Linked DNA regions of Capsicum annuum: region 1 is linked to region 2. A link is a contact called in public Hi-C data. All regions are on one chromosome and are shown on one strand. The core of a region is the stretch at or near the end of the contact, and the rest is flanking DNA. Distances in the headings are between cores, read along the strand shown. Region 1 holds the start of LOC107850827 (40S ribosomal protein S16-like). Region 2 holds the start of LOC107851042 (sulfate transporter 1.2).

Region 1 (4,739 bases), core at 1,730-4,229, 140 kb after region 2:
TTGATGATCCAGAAGAAGACTTAAGGTATGTTGAACCTATTGAGATAGGAGCTAGCATTCCTCCTGAGTTTCCCTAAGGAGTGAGGTTTGACATTACAAGTTCTATGATTCAGTTACTTAATATGAAGGGTGTGTTTGTTGGTTTGTTAATGGATGAAGCAAACATACACATTATGAATTTTATTGGGATTTGCACTTCGTATAATCTACCTGGGTGAGTCACGAAACTTTGAGACTCAAGTTGTTTCCATTCTCTCTTACGGGTGAAGTAACGTTATAGTTAGGGAAACTATTTCGTAGGTCCATTACCTCTTGGAATAAGTTGCGAACATAATTCTTGGATAGATTCTTCCTACCTTCTAGAATGTCGCAGTTGAAGGATAAGATTTATAATTTTAGGCAATTGCATTTAGAGGCGTTGCATGAGATATGGTTGACATTCAAGAAGAAGTTGATGAATGTGCCCAATAACAGAATTTTTGTAAGGAATTTGCTTGAGAAATTCTATAGAGCCCTGAATGCAAACACCAAAGCTATTATTAATACTATTACTGGTGGGGTTTTTATGAGACTTCGTTGGGAGTTAGCTACGAAAATCTTAGATCGGTTCTCTAAAACCAACCAAGGATGGCATACTCAAGAGGCGGAAAGAGGAGTCAGTACTTATGCTATTGGTGCTTCCATTGAGCAGAGAGCCTCACATGATATAGTAGCTCAAAAGTTAGTATAACCGAGGCCATATATCGAGTTACTGGCCAAGCTGTTTACAACTATGAATGATGAAAAAAATAAAAACAGTGAGCATGCGAGGTAAGTTTGTTAGACATGATGAGTCTGACTATGAGAAGGAGACTAAGTATTTGGATAGAGAGATGTTGGGTTTCTGAGCCAAGGACCAAGGGTCCAATCCAAACACTTGGAACTAGATGCAAGGAAATTAAGAGAAGAACTATTTTGGAGATAGGTATAGGGACATGAGTGGAGAGAGATGGTGAATGAAGGAAAAAGAATGAGTATAAAGAGAAGAGTGGTGCGTATGTTTCACCGAGGATCATGATGCTGATTCAAGGATGGAAGCATTGGTTGCGAAGCTGGTTAATGGTTCAGATAGTCAAGAAAGTTGCCTTAAAGATATTAAGGCAAATATTTTAGGATTGAGCCAGAAAGTAGAATCACATACTACTGCGATTAAGTAGCTTAAGCAACAGTTTGGTCAGATGTCGGCTACTTTAAATTAGCATCACAGGGCACTCTTTCGAGTAACACCATCAGAATATGAAGAATGACAATCGTTGTTTAGCCATCACGACTCAGAGTGGTAAGGCTACTATTAATCCTCCTATGCTGGTAGTTGATAAGGTAAGGGATGATACTATTGATATTGATGATGCGCCCGAAGCTAAAACTGAGAAGTTGGTGAATAATGCTGAGATATTATGAAAATCTATAGGTCTTAAAAGAGGAGTTGAGATTGATATAGGAAAGGGTAAGGATGTCGAACTAATTTTAAAAATCACTCCATGACCTCTCCCATATTTTCCTCAAAGGTTAAAAAAGAAGAAGAAACAAGAGAAATATCAGAAATTCATGTTGATGTTAAAAAAATTCTCTGTAAATATCCCTCTTGTATAAGTATTGGAGCAGATCCCGGTTATGTAAAGTTCATTAAGAAATTAGTGACGAAGAAGAGGACATTGATTTTTGAACTCGTTGATAATATGCATCATTGCAGTGTTATTGGTTCCCGAACTTTGGTTGAGAAGAAAGAAGATCTCGGAGCATTCTCTATTCCTTGCACTATTGGGTCACTGAATTTTGTATGAGCATATGCGACTTGGGAACCAGTAGTAATTAGATGTCGCTAGTTGTGTACAAGCAGTTGGGGTTAGGGTCACCTAAGCTGACGTCGATGAGATTATTGATGACCGACTGCACTATAAAGAAATCGATTGGTGTTTTCTTTAAGGATTTAGTATCGAAGAAGAGGACAGTGATTTTTGAGCTCACTGATAATATGAGCCATTACAGTATTATTGCTTCCTAAACTTTGGTTGAGAAGAAAAAGGATCCCAAAGCTTTCTCTATTTCTTGCACTATTGGGTCACTTAATTTTGTACACGCATTATATGACTTGGGAGCTAGTATTAAACAGATGTCGCTAGTTGTGTAGAAGCAGTTGGGGTTGGGGTCACCTAAGTCGACACCGATGAGATTATTAATAGCCGACCGGGCAATTGAAGTTTTGTGTGATGTTTGGGTGAAAGTAAATTCCTTCGTATTCCTGGCTGATTTTGTAATTCTCGACTATAAGGTGGATTTTGATGTCCCCATTATCTCAGAAAGGTCTTTTCTTGCCACGGGTAGGGCTTTGGTTGATATGGAGATGGGACATATAAAATTCAGGCTCAATAATGAACAAGTTACTTTCAATGTGGGTCATTTGACGCGATAACCAAAAGACATGCGCGTGGTGTCTGTGATACGCACTATAAAGGATGATACGATGAGTGTACCTATTGAGGAGAGACACTACAACATTTTGGACCTAAGGCTAAACTAAATTGGGATAACACTTGTAAAGTGTTGCCTAAAATATTTTCGGGCACGATTTTAAAATATAGCCTTTAAGTTTTAGCTTTAAGCCACAATAATTTGGTCAACTTTTGTAAAGCGTGCTCTTTAATATTATAGGCTACACTTTATAAGTGTTGCCATATTATTATATAATTGGCAACGCCTTTTACAAATATGGTCACACTTTTAGAATGTGGCTATTTTCATTATTTTAAAACAACAATTTACAAGTGTTGCCTTATAAATTTTCCAAAATTTATATCAAAATATTATATTCCCTCCAATATATTTTTTCCTTCAATTTCTAATTACAAAAAAAAAAAATCATAAAACATTAGTCAAAAAATAATAAAATATTTTTTTTTGAGCAAAATAAGTTTTTGAATAAAAACTTTAAACAATCTTTTGAGATTAACATAATTAGTCATAAAAAACGGACTACCATTTCCTCTCTCTCATTCACAATCCCCCAAAATGCAGAAGGCAGAAGCAACACCAGCTGCGGCAGAATTTGTCCAATGCTTCGGTCGCAAGAAGACAGCAATAGCTATCACGCACTGCAAGCGCGACCGTGGTTTGATCAAAATCAACGGTGTTCCAATTGAGCTTGTTCAACCTGAAATCCTCCGTTGCAAAGCCTTTGAACCTATTCTCCTCTTAGGTCATCACCGTTTTGCTGGAGTCGACATGCGTATCCGTGTTAAAGGTGGTGGAAAAACTTCTCAGATCTACGGTATTCGTCAGTCCATTGCAAAATCCCTTGTTGCCTTTTACCAGAAGTTTGTTGATGAGCAGCAGAAGAAGGAGATTAAGGATATTTTGATTAGGTATAATAGGACTTTGCTTGTTGTTGATCCCAGAAGATGTGAGCCTAAGAAGTTTGGTGGTCGTGGTGCTCGTTCTAGGTTCCAGAAATCTTACCGTTGATTTTCAGATGAACTACTTACCCTTTTGGTTGCCGTCTACGGTAATGGAGTTTATATTTTGTTAGTTTCATTTAAAGACCGATTTGGTTGGGAGATTTTGGATTAATTTTGCTGTGTTTGTCCTTTTTTATGCTGAAACTTTTACAGTGATGCTTATGATATTGTTAGTTTTGGATTACCATTAATTATTTTCTGTTTTCAGTTGTTTTTACTTCTTTCAATGGTGGGGCAATTCTTGTTTGCAAGATTTACTTGCAAAAAAAAAGTCATAAAAAATGGGAACGTTTACTTTAGCAGCTAGGGTTGAGATTACGGGCATCAAGACTATGGCCAGCGAGGAAGAGTCATCCCTACCGCCGGCGATGGGCAAAAAAAAGAAGGTTTTGTGCTTATAAACCCCTGCAATTCAATAAAACCCTAGGTGAATTTCGATTGATTTTGTTTGGACGAAAGCCAATCAAGCTGTAAGTTTACCTCAAGTTTCAATATTCAAACCCTCTATCCCCTTTTCATTTTGTTTACATATTGTTTGTTGGAACTGGAAAATTGAGAATTTTATCTTAATTTTCTCCTCTTAGTTATGTCATGTAGTAGTAAAAGGGAATATTAAAGCATTAGATGGGAGAAAATAGTACATCCCTAAATACATCCCTAAATATAACACATATATTGAGCGTAATGACTGTTCTACAGATTGTAGACATCAGTTTCCATAGTTTCTTAGCTGTAGTTGTTCGTTTCTTCATAATTGAATTAAAGGGTTTACTAGTGTTTATCTTAGCACTATTTAGTTGGTGGGATTTATGTTTGTTTGTGTATACAAATGATGGATGCAATGAATTGAATAAATAATGGACCATTGTCTATTTTCTACCCACATTCGGTTATCTTACTGTCTTGTTGGTGTAATTGGTTGTCAAAAGTTCATCGGAAACAGCCTCTCTAGCCTTGCTAAGTATGGTAATTCCCTGTTCATTGGAAACAACCTCTCTGCACGATTCCCGAGATCAGTTCGTTTGGGATGAAACTTCTCACCTTTATTAATATGCTCAGTGCATTTTTCTGTTTTTTTCTTTTTAATTTGATTTAATTTATTGTATTAATCTCTAATTCCATTCCTCTTTTCTGTTGTCCTTCTCAAATTAGGGCATGGATTCATTTTATTTCATGTAACCCCTTAATTTAATCTAAGTTTTCTAAAATTTAGACTTCTTTCAGTAGATATATGGAGTAATTATT
Region 2 (4,555 bases), core at 1,855-4,354:
ACTCTTTATGTCCATCTCTTTTCGTTCTTCTGCGTCAGTACTAGAATTACCCATGCTAGAAAAGAACAGCTAATTCACCTGTAATGGAGAGCACATATAATTAAGTTATATCACCATATGAAATACTAAAATTTCATTCAATCAAGATATTGGATTAACTTCTATTAGTTAGATAAAATAAGAAGTTGCACCAACCCTTTTGGGGACTTTTAGTGCTAATAAAGTTCCAAAACTTGTTGAACTCTGTACTACATTAGAAAGTTCTTGCTTGTCCCTTATATAGATAACTAGGGAACTACCATGTTAAAGTTTTCACTCTAGAAGACTAGTATTAGTGGTATGCTAAAAAGTAAACTTTTGCTTGGCACATACTGGTATAAGAAGCAAAAGTACAATTTTTTATTCTCCTCAAAAGACAAATGGATCATTGATAGCCATTGATTTAAAGAAAGTGAGCACGAATTGTTACTGACTTCTATAATTTGAAATAAATCTGATATGAAAAGATTGAACAATAGACAACCAAAAACACATACAGTTTGGTATGTTTTCAGAAATTAGGCATGTCATTCTCCTCACATAGTTCAAATATTTTTCACCAGGAGGAATCTTAGAATAACTTCAAATGCTGTATGTTACTCTAGTGTCAAATTCATAAAAATGAACATGATACTTTGTTCAACATATGACAAGTGAAAAGAGGTTTTAAGTTTATAAGATGCTTGAATTTATTCTGTTTTAAGGAATTTATTGATGCCATACTAAAGATAGCGCAAAATATCTTGTTTGAAATTAATTTAGTACCTTATGAAAGTCAAGAAATAACTAGAGTTACGCATATATCTCAGAACTCATTATCTCAACTAAGAACTCACACCACCACCAACGTCTAAATTTTGAATCCGCCACTGATCATTTCCATGGTATAATTCCAATGTCATGCTCATTCTCTTTTATCTTTTTTTTTTTTTTTTTTTAAAAGTAACTTTTGCATTGGGGGTAAATCCAAAGCAACATTAATCAAGATTCTTTAACCATGTACTTATTCTATTAGCTTTAAAAAGAATGATGGGCTAATACCATTAAGATATAAGAATTACTCTTTTCCAGCACTCTCCACCCCCCTAGCATTTGTTCAAACATGGGGACTTGAAGGTTTCTTTGGTACATGATTAGCACTTAGTAGTACGAAAGTAGTTCTACTATTAAGTTGTTTAATAGTAATAACGAATATTAAGCGTTGTAGCTATATAAAAACAGAGTCACTCGCCTTTACTTTAACTTTCTGAGAAGTAGCTAGTTTTCAAAAGTGAACAACTCTCTGTCCTTTAGGGGTCGCTTGATACATGGACTAAATTCCTGAGATCATAGTCTTGGGCTTATAATCCCTGCACTAGTTTATTAAAAATGAGAGATGGATAAACAAATTCAAGGATAAATTTATACCGTCAACCAAGCATTAGTATAAATTTTATCCCCGGGCCTTTCCGCGTACCAAATGACCCCTATAGTATTAAGGACTTTTTGGAACCTTTTTGATATGATTTCCAGCAAATGTTCTTCGATGAAATGCTAATCAAACAAAACTGGTCATGAACTGACTTAAAACAAAATTGAAGTACAGATCATGCTAATAACTCACGTGATATAAAGAAAGTTTATTATTCCAATTTTAGCAGAACAAATATGCATTGGCTAGAATAAAGCCAACCTCTATACGCCTTATTTAGAAACCACTGATAGTGGACCAAATTAGAACCTATAAAATAAACACACGAAAATTTTCCACTCACTTTTAGGTCCCATATAATAATCCTACTTAAAGAACTTCAAAAGGGTAAAGTGCAGTTACTTGTCTCAAAACTTTTATCACCTTTTTAAAAAAAAAAAAAATTAAAGAAGCCCGCATATGGTAAGATCAAAATAGAAAATTTAAAAGTCACGATAATTCATTGGGTGCATAGTATCCACTTTTCTGGAAGCTTTTAAAGAGTCATACGTTAATACTCCTTTTGTTCCAATTCATTCTAACGAGAACAAGTCTAAAAAAGAAAAAAAAAAAAACATTTTTAAAATTAGTGGCCTAAAATAAGATAAATATTTATGTGGTTATAAATATCTCAATAAGGCTAAAATGGAAAAATAAAAGATAATTATTTTCAAATATAAAAAGGTATCCTTACTTTTAAGGATAGATTAAAATGAAAAATAAACAACATAAATTAGAGCAAAAGGAGTATTAAATTACACACATTATCACAAATTAACTGACATCAAGCACTTTTTTCATAAAAGAGAAATTTCCAAGGGCCAATGCCCCTATTTTATGGGTCAAAACTCGATGAATAATAGGCTCGTCCACTACCTTTTTCTCTTAAATATACTGCTTTTTTATCACTCAAACTTGTAACGTGCGTCTAATCAACATAACACATAATGTACCTTAACACTAAACCAGAGCATTAGGGGCAAATGAAAGCAAATCATATAACCCATTAACTTAAAATCTTCAATTTATGTACTTCAAAAAAGTAAAATGTGGACAAAAATGTTGAGACGTACAGTATATATTTAAGAAAGGGAAACACAGGATAAAGCCAAGATATGCACGCTCAATGGTCCAGAATTTTTAGCTTTATTTTTTTTAGAAGGTTTCCAGTTATTTTGAAATTCGTTAACCAAATTAAAGAAAAAAGGAGAGATATAAAAATAAACAAACCTTTGAAGAGGAACAAGATGCAAGAAACCAAATACTGTCCAGGTTCAGTGAATCAAAAACCACTGAAAAATTCTCTTTATCTCTAATCATGACGGAAGGAAAACAGAAAAAGCAAAATATATGCCTCAAAGGAAAACCTCAAACTTGTTATCATCTGTTTGGATATCAAGAAATGTGTGCAAACAAAATAGGTTCAAAGAAGATACCTAGATGAATGGTGCATGCTGAGGAAGTGGAGTAGTGAGAAAAGCAAAATGAGAGACTACTGGTTATTTTGAGTATTATATTATGATGATTCAAGAAGATTTTGTTATATTATATTTTGTGCCAAAAAAAGGGGAAAAGAATTACGATTTGTTATTTTTCCTTAAGAGTTTCACGTGAATTTATTAGGAAAAAAAGTAACACTTTAACATTAACGTTATATTTCATTAAATTAATCATGAAATAATTTATAATCACACAAATATTTTAAATCATAAATTTTAACAATCTTCTTTATTATTTTAAATTCATTTTAAATTGTAAATTTCAACAACCTTCTTTATTATTTTAAATTTTGTGATAAATCAAACTATACGGTGAGAGTAGAAGTCAGTCGTCGGTTGGTTGAATGCATTAAGTTCCACATAATGTAGGGTATAGAGGTTGTTTGAATACTGACATAGTGTGGTCCAGATTCAACCTTTTTCCTATTTGAAGAAAAGTCTTACGTTTGAAAGGTTAACAAAGGTGGAGCAACGTCGTTTGATATAACTCATATAAATGTAATATCGAAATAGATTATTAGTGTTAGAGATTATTTTTTATTTTGTATTTAATTTAATATATTAAAAATAACATAAATTTGATAATTTATAAAAAACAAATGTTATTTATTACAAAAACTCTTTCACATACTTATCTTTCTAAAACGTAAGAATTTCAAAGAGAATTCTATCTTTAATCATATTGTCCATTTATTAATACTCATGATACTTCCGGTATCATAATTTGTTATGTATAATTAGACTATTACTAAATGGGACTAATATTTATATGTTACAAACACTATTCTCTTAATTTCTAAACAAGTAGCGTTTTAGGTACTACCTTAATTATGGTTTTTCAATTTTATTCTTTTTTAAATTTAAAAAAAATACAAAATCACGAAATTATAAAGAGTTTATATTCTTTTCAAAATAGCATTTATTAAGAATAAGATAGTAAAAATACTTTTTATTTTCTAGAATAAGTAAAGATGAATAAAGGAAATATGAACCTCTAACGAGTATCCCATAAACTTCACGGGAGCTTGAATGTATAAGAGTTCACCAATTGCCCAGTAAGTGAAAACTCTCTTTACTATTTGAGCAGAATGATGACGCTGAATGAGCTAAAGTATTCTCCAATTGAAAAGTTATGTTTGGCATTGGCCTTCTCAATTCAAAAGATGAAACACTACTTTCAAGCTCTTGTTGTCCGTCTTGTGTCTAGGGCAAATCCCATCAAGTTTGTAATGTTGAAACCAGTCCTTAGTGATCGACTTGCAAGATGGTACCTTCAATTTCAGCAGTTTGAGATTGTGTATATTCCCCAAAAGGCTCCAGAAAATTTTCATTAAAAATTTATCCCTTATTCAACAAACTCGTAAAAAATACTTTTGGGTCTCCTTGTTTGTTTCACAGGATTTTCTGTCTCATGAACCTCTGGAGCTTTTTTTCGGTGCATGGCTAGATTCTCCATCTATCAAGCCTTCCACCTTATCTACTATCTTATCAATCCTAGCCTCTTAATTCTGAACATAGATGGTCAGGCCTTCAATTGCCTTTGGCAGATTCGCAAGATGTTCCTCCA

The links. A called contact is a pair of places that touch in the nucleus more often than the background predicts.
Region 1: a Hi-C map of placenta shows a contact between it and region 2, with 2.7 times the contacts expected there. The contact joins the promoter of LOC107850827 here to the promoter of LOC107851042 in region 2. A contact is called at or near these places in 2 of 5 Hi-C or Micro-C datasets (bud and placenta).

What each region holds. Positions count from the first base shown.
Region 1 is chr12:104,483,470-104,488,208 of UCD10Xv1.1, forward strand. LOC107850827 (40S ribosomal protein S16-like) reads left to right here and starts at 2,980. Exons shown (of 8, transcript XM_047400368.1): 1 at 2,980-3,541. The coding sequence starts at 3,049. The coding sequence ends at 3,501.
Region 2 is chr12:104,342,741-104,347,295 of UCD10Xv1.1, forward strand. It overlaps LOC107851042 (sulfate transporter 1.2), which reads right to left and starts at 3,105. Exons shown (of 15, transcript XM_016695930.2): 1 at 2,720-3,105; 2 at 1,271-1,388; 3 at 1-78. The coding sequence starts at 54.